Regions from separate parts of the Muntiacus reevesi genome. Here region 1 is linked to region 2. Evidence: chromatin contacts called from public Hi-C data. All regions are on one chromosome and are shown on one strand. Each heading gives the region's core, a stretch centred on a gene start, on an enhancer-like site or on the middle of the called end of the contact. The rest is flanking DNA. Distances are from core to core; before and after follow the strand shown. Region 1 holds the start of FOSL2 (FOS like 2, AP-1 transcription factor subunit). Region 2 holds the start of RBKS (ribokinase).

The links. Hi-C and Micro-C count contacts between places; a contact is called where the count stands out from the background.
Region 1: a Hi-C map of muscle shows a contact between it and region 2, with 7 times the contacts expected there. The contact joins the promoter of FOSL2 here to the promoter of RBKS in region 2. A contact is called at or near these places in 2 of 3 Hi-C or Micro-C datasets (blood and muscle).

The regions. Positions count from the first base shown.
Region 1 is chr3:33,861,844-33,865,473 of mMunRee1.1, reverse strand. FOSL2 (FOS like 2, AP-1 transcription factor subunit) reads right to left here and starts at 1,916. Exons shown (of 4, transcript XM_065928910.1): 1 at 1,019-1,916. The coding sequence starts at 1,120.
Region 2 is chr3:33,419,464-33,423,049 of mMunRee1.1, reverse strand. RBKS (ribokinase) reads left to right here and starts at 2,179. Exons shown (of 8, transcript XM_065927228.1): 1 at 2,179-2,310. The coding sequence starts at 2,216. BABAM2 (BRISC and BRCA1 A complex member 2) reads right to left here and starts at 1,839. Exons shown (of 12, transcript XM_065927231.1): 1 at 1,714-1,839.

The sequences.
Region 1 (3,630 bases), core at 667-3,166, 440 kb before region 2:
TGACCAAGACGGGTTTCAGGCTCTAGCAGCCTTGTTTGTTAAGTCAGTTCCCTCACAAGCTTCTGGGAGGGTGGGTGGGGTGGGGGGGTGGCTGTTGCAGAGGGCAGGCACCCCACCAGCACCACCAACCTAGCAGCACCTTTCTGGTAGTTATAGACAGAGATGGCAGGCACAACCCCTCCAGTGCAAACCAGTCCGCCTGCTTTAGAAACAAGTTATTTCTCGGCTTCCTGAACCATTCAGGAGCCTAGAGGAGGTCTCTCCAGCTTCCCTTCTCTCTGCAGCCGTCCTGGCCGCAGGTACTCCCCAGACCCCAAGGTGCCCCCTGGGTGGCAGTTTAGGCTCCTAGTCCGACCCTAACAGGAGGTGGATGGGCGCAGGGTACATAGGCGCACGCAGCCGGAGCCAATCAAGGCTGACCTCCTCCTTCCTGACCTTCGCACCTGATTCCCTGAGTGACAACTCACGCCCTCACTCTGGATCACTTGAAGGAGTCCAATCAGTTTCCGAGTCCCCAACCTCTTTCCGAAATTAACTAAGACCAACGGCGGGAGAAGGTGCGGGGTCGGGGTGAGGGAAGGAGAGGGCTTTTTCGCAGGAATAAGTTCCCTAGATGTCGGAAGGGGCCCGTGCGTGAAAAATGGGGGGGGGGGGCAGTCCACCACGGAGATAGAGGGGAATGGAGATGAATTTCTGGGAGAGGAGGGAGGTACAGGCTTCTAGGAACGGGACCTGCAATTCCAGGAGCTTGTCTGGATACGATGTAGTGTGAAGGACAGGGTTTGTAGGCTCTTTCAGCCCACTCGCCGCTCCAGTTAAAAAAAAAAAAGTGTTGGCGAGGATAGAGGGGGTGAAAGGAGGTGTGGGCAGGAGATGAGAATTCAGAACTTATAATGGTGGCCCGTAGGAATTTTCTCGCCAAACCGAGAAAGGTCAAAGAAAGCAAAAGAGGCAGTGGCGGCGAGAGGAAGGCGGGGGTCCACCCGCGCCGCCAGGTGCACCCGGGGCCCGCACCTACCTGCTGGCCGCCGCCGCCGCTGGAGTAGGACTCGGCGTGCGCAGGAGAGCCGCTGCTGCCCCGGGACGAGGTGTCAAAGTTCCCGGGATAATCCTGGTACATGATCCGCGGTGGGGGCCCGAGAGGAAACAGGGTGTTTTTCTTCCCCCGCCCTCGCCGCGGCCGCGCACCGGCTGCTGTGCGCTGGCTCTCTGCTGGCCGCGCCTCGGGCTTGTCCCCCTCGGCGGAGACACCCCGGGAACAGGGCCCCCTGAGCGCCGAGCGCTACACCACTTCTTTCCTGCTCTGCGAGCGCCGCGGGACCAGTTGTCCACCCAGTCCCTCCCTCTAAAAAGTCCGCGCGTCCTTCGGTCCCTCCCCTGCGCGCGCCCTCCCGCCCCCGCGCGCAATCGGAGCCCAGCCTGGACCGCCGGCTCAATCAAAAATCGGTAATTAAAAAAGAATGGGAGTCAACCCGGCGGGTCAAGCCTGCCAGGTCTGGGGACCCCCGATGTCAGGGCAGAAAAGAAAGGAAAAAAAAAAAAAAAAAAGGCAGAAAGAAAGGCAGCCCGCTTGGAGAAACTTCTATTTCCTCCTTTTAGAAAAGGAGCTGAGAATAAACTTCCTGTGGCCGACTCGCCGCCGGAGTTTGGAGCGGCTCGGACACTTGACTAGGAGAAGGCAGCCTGCGCCCGGCCCGCGAGGATCCAGCTGAGCCGGCGTGGAGAGGGACGCGGTGCCGCGGCTCTGGCGCCCGGACCTACACCCCTTCCCCGGCGCCCGCTCCCGGACGGGCCCGCCTCGCCCGTCCGCGCCTCTCTCTCTCCCTCTCTCGGTCCCCGCCGAGCACCGCTCGCTTGCTCGCTGGTTTGCTCGGAGCCCCAGCGCTCTGCCCGAGATGAGTCACTACAATGGCACGATTTCAACTCCACACTCTTTATTCTCCAGCCCCTGTACCTCACGTCAACCCGACTCCACCTTGCAGGGAGGAGCGCGCGGGGAGGCGGGGGGAGAAGGCCGAGGAGGAGGGGGAGGAGGAGGAAGACGCGCGGGAGGAGGCGGGCGCAGCGCTCCCCTATCTGCCCCGGCTCCTGGCCGCGCTGACGCCAGCCGCACACCCCGTGCGAGGAAGGAAGGCGGTGGCGGGGGTGGGAGCGGACCGCTGGCGCGGTTTGGGGGAGCCGAGGCAGCCTGGCCCATCCCCACCCCCCGGGCCACGCGCCCTTGGTCTATTCCACTGGCGCACGTTGCCAAAGATGGTCATTTGCGTTAGAGGACGCGAGTGCGGGTTTCCTCGCTTTCGGGTGACGTGGAGGGAGAGGGATTCCCTCGCCGGCTCCCGAGAACGCCACGGTCTCCCCACCTTCTCCACCGCCCGGGGAAGGGGCGCGGGGCGGGGCCCCTGAGAGCCGCCGCGCGGGCCTCGGCGCCGGGTTTCAGAAAATAATCACAGTCCTGAAGAGCTAGACGGACGGTTCAGTGCGGCGCCACCGCGAGGCCGGGAGCCGGGCGCGCAGAGCCGCTCGCAGGGAGGGCGCGGCCGTGCACGGTCGTCGGCGCCCTTCGCGGCGCCACCCGGAGCAGCGGGCGCCCTGGGCGCCCTGGGTATCCGCGCCTCCCTGCGGCCGGGCCTTGGCGGGGCGCAACGCCGCCGGGCGGGGCCGGCCTGCCTATTTTCCCTCCCGCGGCTGGCTGCCCACTGCTTCCCTCCCCCCTCCCCTTTTCGGCCCTGCAATTAATTTGTTAGGAGTAGCCTTGAAGACGAAATTAACCAGTCAAGACATTCCGGCCGCTCTCTATGCTGGGCAATTAGGACGCATCTAATAGGAGTAATCGGGCATTATAAGCAACCTCGACTGTTATGAATTTGAAAGGAAAAAAAACAAAACAAAACAGGGAAGAGGGAGGCCCGAGAGAGGGCGTGCCCCAACGTCGTCTTCAGCTGTTTTGGAGCGAAGTTCAGGCAGTAGGTAGTCCGGATTCCTAGCTTCTCCCGCCTCGGTGGGCGGGGCGGGGCGAGGTGCGGGGTAAAGAGCACAGGCCCTGGAGTGTGAACGCCAGGCTGTGCTGCTTATGAACTGTGAGACTTTGGGCGAGTCCCTTAACCTCTCTGTGCTTCAGTTTCTTTCTGTAAAACGAAGCGATGGAGACATGACCTTCTAAGGCCCTTGTCAGTTCTGGAACTTCAGTCCTTCTGCAGAGATGATGATCCGGAGGAGCACTGTACTAGGAGTCAAGGAAATCGAATTCTGCTCCACGCTTTCCCTTAATCTCGTACCCAGCTCTTAATGTACCAGCAGGAAGATGCGTGAAGGCTGTGAAGCGTTGTGCACTGTAACACATCACAATTTCGGCCCTCAGTCTCCGTATCTGTAAAGTGGGGGTGTTGCTAGGAAAGAAAAATAGAACCCAGCCGGGAACTCAAAGCTTTCCCGTGGCTCTATATAAAGCGCTGGCGTTTCCGGGACGGCTGGCGGCATCTGGCCGCCCCAATGGCCCCAAGATACGGTAATCCTAAACAATACTCGGGGTCATTGTTTACAACTATAAAACACATTCTGTCCTCGGCTCTATCCCCAAGGACGCGCGTGGAGAGGCGAGGCTGGCTGAGCTCCTCGCACCTCCCTCGCTGC
Region 2 (3,586 bases), core at 930-3,429:
GCAACATTTCCACTTTTATTTCTGCTCATTGATGTCACAGTTCTTGAAAGGAAGCTTATCTAGATCATATGCAAAACAGAAATACTCATTTTGGAAAAAAGCAAAAGGACCTTACCTACACTACAAAATTATTCTTCCATGTATTTTCCCACAATACTTATTATTATTTCATCTCTCATTTCTATGAAAAACGGAAACAGAACCTATACATTCTCGAAATCTACTGAATATCAGGCACTATATTACCCATCTCTAGCTTCAATTTCATTTACTTCTCAACAACTACCTCGTCCTCTGTTTAATTGTCCTCTGTTTAATTGTCCTCTGTTTAATTGTTCCTATTTCAAAGATAAGAAAACTAATGTTGAGCAAGACTAAGTAACTTACTCAAAGTCACAAGCCGAGCAAGCAGAAGCATTGGAATTCAAATCCAGATCTCCCTCAAAGTCCACTATACCTATCTTCTCAAATAAACACCAAAGAGAAAAGCATCAAAGTGAGTTTGTTTTTTTTAAAGCATACATCTAGTAAAATGAACAAAAAAGTCATGAATTTAGACTAACCGTTGCTTGACAGCTAGAAACAAATTAGACTAATGTTGGCCTGCTGCTGAAGCTGGCCTAAGTGATTCACTAGGTAAAATGCTAGGGGGAACAAACCTGCTCCAGAAACCAAACTATACTTAAGGTGACAACACCCCATCCAATTCAGCAACTGTCATGACCTTAGAATGACACCTGAAGGAATGAATTTGTCTTTGTTTCCTGAACAGCCATAATACTATCTTTTGACAGTGCAAGATTTTATGCAGCATTAAAATGTTACAAGCACAGCTGCTGTGACTTCTCTAGACAAGGCGGGGGGGGGGGGACCTGACTCCAAATTCGGAGGTCACAGAATAGCTAAAAATGACAGTTCTTTGGCTTCTGAGAGGGGTACACAGATGGGGGATTATCTTCCAGTAGTATTTTTTACACCAAAAAAAGCACAATAATCAATCCCAGATAGGCAAAATTTTACTGTGGCCCGTTTCCCTTGAAAGCTAGTTGCGAAATTTCTATTTCCTGATTTTGACGTGTAATATACAGAAGGAAATGCAGAAATACAATTTACAGAGCTTTACAATTTACAGAGCTTTACTGCCTCAAGATAGGGTCACATGAGGTATTTTGATGGGCAGTCTGGGGAATACAAACACGTCTAAAGCACCATCTACCTTCTCGCAATTAAGATGGGATGACAAACACGGAAACACGTGCCCAGCTTACGTCATGGAACGGAAAGGGGTGGCGTCCTGCTGCGTCACGTCGACGTCATACGGCGCACGAGGGAAGTACACAAGGGAAGTAATTTCTCCAAGGGGCAGCATTCAAGAAAAACAATCAGCTCGAACCCAAAGAATGACCACCCCGCTCTAAAAGGGGACACCTTCTCCCAAACTGTATGATCCCCTAATCAGCAAGGAAAAAGCAAAGAGTCTTAAGCTTAATCAGGGACCGGGGGCGGGCTAGGTGTGGAGAGACAGCAGCCTCTGGCCTTGGGGGCTCGTTCTTGAGGGGACCAGCGTGACGGGAATGAGTAGGGCATCTTTGGGACAGGGGCCTTCTCTATAGGAAGAGAAGGCGAGCCCTGGGCATATGTAAAACCACGGTCCTCAGCGCCACCTGTGCAACTCGGGATCCAACCTCCCCGCACCAGCCCCAGTCCAGGTACCTGGAACTTAAGTCGGATCGGTAACCGGCGACTACGTGGGGTACAGGTTACCCGAGCGCGCCCCCGACCGACGCACCAACCTGCGCGCGCACCGCGGGCCGGATGCGTGCGCGTCCCCGGACGTCCCGCCCCGCCCCGCCCCCTCGGCGGCCCTGGAGCCGGGCGGCGTGCGCGTCCCCGGCCGCACCAGGCCGGGCGCTCGGAAGGGCGTCCCCCGAGTGCCTGAAAGTTCCTGCCTCCGCGCCTACCTCGTGCGCGGCGAGCTGCGCGGAGTCTGGAACTCGTAGGATGCCTCTGCTACGAGAGGCTGTGCAGGAAGACAATTCCTGGAGGAACTAGGGACAGTTGGCGAATGGGGTTGTTTCGGGCATCCAGGTGGGCGACCTACCCGGGCGTCCGGAAGGCCCGCGTCGTTAGGGAACGTGGGAGCAGCGTCTCTGGTTACGGGGTGGGGCAAAGGTTAAAGGGCAGCCTCCAGGTTGGACACTGCGGACTCTGAGCAATGGCCGCGTCTGGGGACCCTGGGAGGCAGTGGCAGGAGGAGGTGGCGGAGGCAGCGGTGGTGGTGGTGGGCTCCTGCATGACCGACCTGGTCAGGTTAGTTCGGGGCCAGCGTGCAGAGGCTGCGCCTCCAGCGAGGGCGGACTGTGCTCTCTTCTCTCTGCCTTGGCCCTAGGGCTTTGGGGATGGAGTGTTGAGTCTGGATGTGAGCTACTCAGTCTGTAAAGAATCTGCCCGCAGTGCGGGAGACCCGGATTCGATCCCTGGATCGGGAAGATCCCCAGGAGAAGGGAATGGTTACCCCCTCCAGTATTCTTGCCTGGAGAATTGCATAGACAGAGGAGCCTGGCGAGCTACGGACTATGGGGTCACAAAGACTCGGACACAACTGGGCGACTAACCCACAGATTTCCCCAGCCCGCTGCGCGTGCCTCGATAGGGTAGAAGAGGCAGGTTTGAGTTTGTAAAGGTCATTGTCAGATGAGTGAACATAAAAGCCAGCGTGTAGTGAAAGCTCTCCTTTAACTAGCAGCGCCTCCAAATACCTGCTCCTGTTTTCTTGACTAGGATGCTAAACCTGTTCCCTGGCTAGCCGAGTGACTTTAGCCGAGTCATTTTACCTCTGAGAATGTGCCCACTTAACAGGGTTGTTTTCAACACTAAATGGAGGAAAGTGTTTTGAGCTGTAACACTATCCAGGTTGGGTATTATACGTGTGAATGTGTAGAAAATGGGTGGAGCCGAAGCCAAAATTTTAGGCGGTCATCTTTGACCATACTGATTGTCAGCTTTCTTGCATTTCATATTTACAGCTTATTTTTCAGTATTAGAGTAACCATAGGTTACCTACGGCAAACCAAATGTGAATCAAGTTAAAAACCCAGTATATACAACCATTTTAAAAAGTGATTGAATAAACAAAATATGCTAGATGAAAATAGTTGAGTTAGGGCAGTGAGATTGGATGGAGAGATCTTTCCAAGGTATCTTTTTTTTAAGTGAAATCGCCTTTTTGATTGTAAAAGTAATGTTTATTTATTTTAAAGGGAAAAAAAAAAAAAACATGTTCCAAGAAAGGTGTAGATTTAGATTGCTTGAGTTTAATTTTTTGGTGAGTGGCTTTTCAGATATACTGCTATTTTTATATTATAAAAATAAAAGATGATCACACTACAGTAAGACCTTATCTGTCCTGCCACCTTGCCTTTTCAAAGGACAGCTGAGAACCTGGAAATAAATAAAAAGACCTTGGGACCAGCAAAATTAGTCACCAAATCCCTGCACTAAACCACCTGTGATCTACTTAAAAACTAGTTTTAGGGTCTTCACATAACTGACTAAATCTTCCATTGTTTATAATGTTTATAAACTA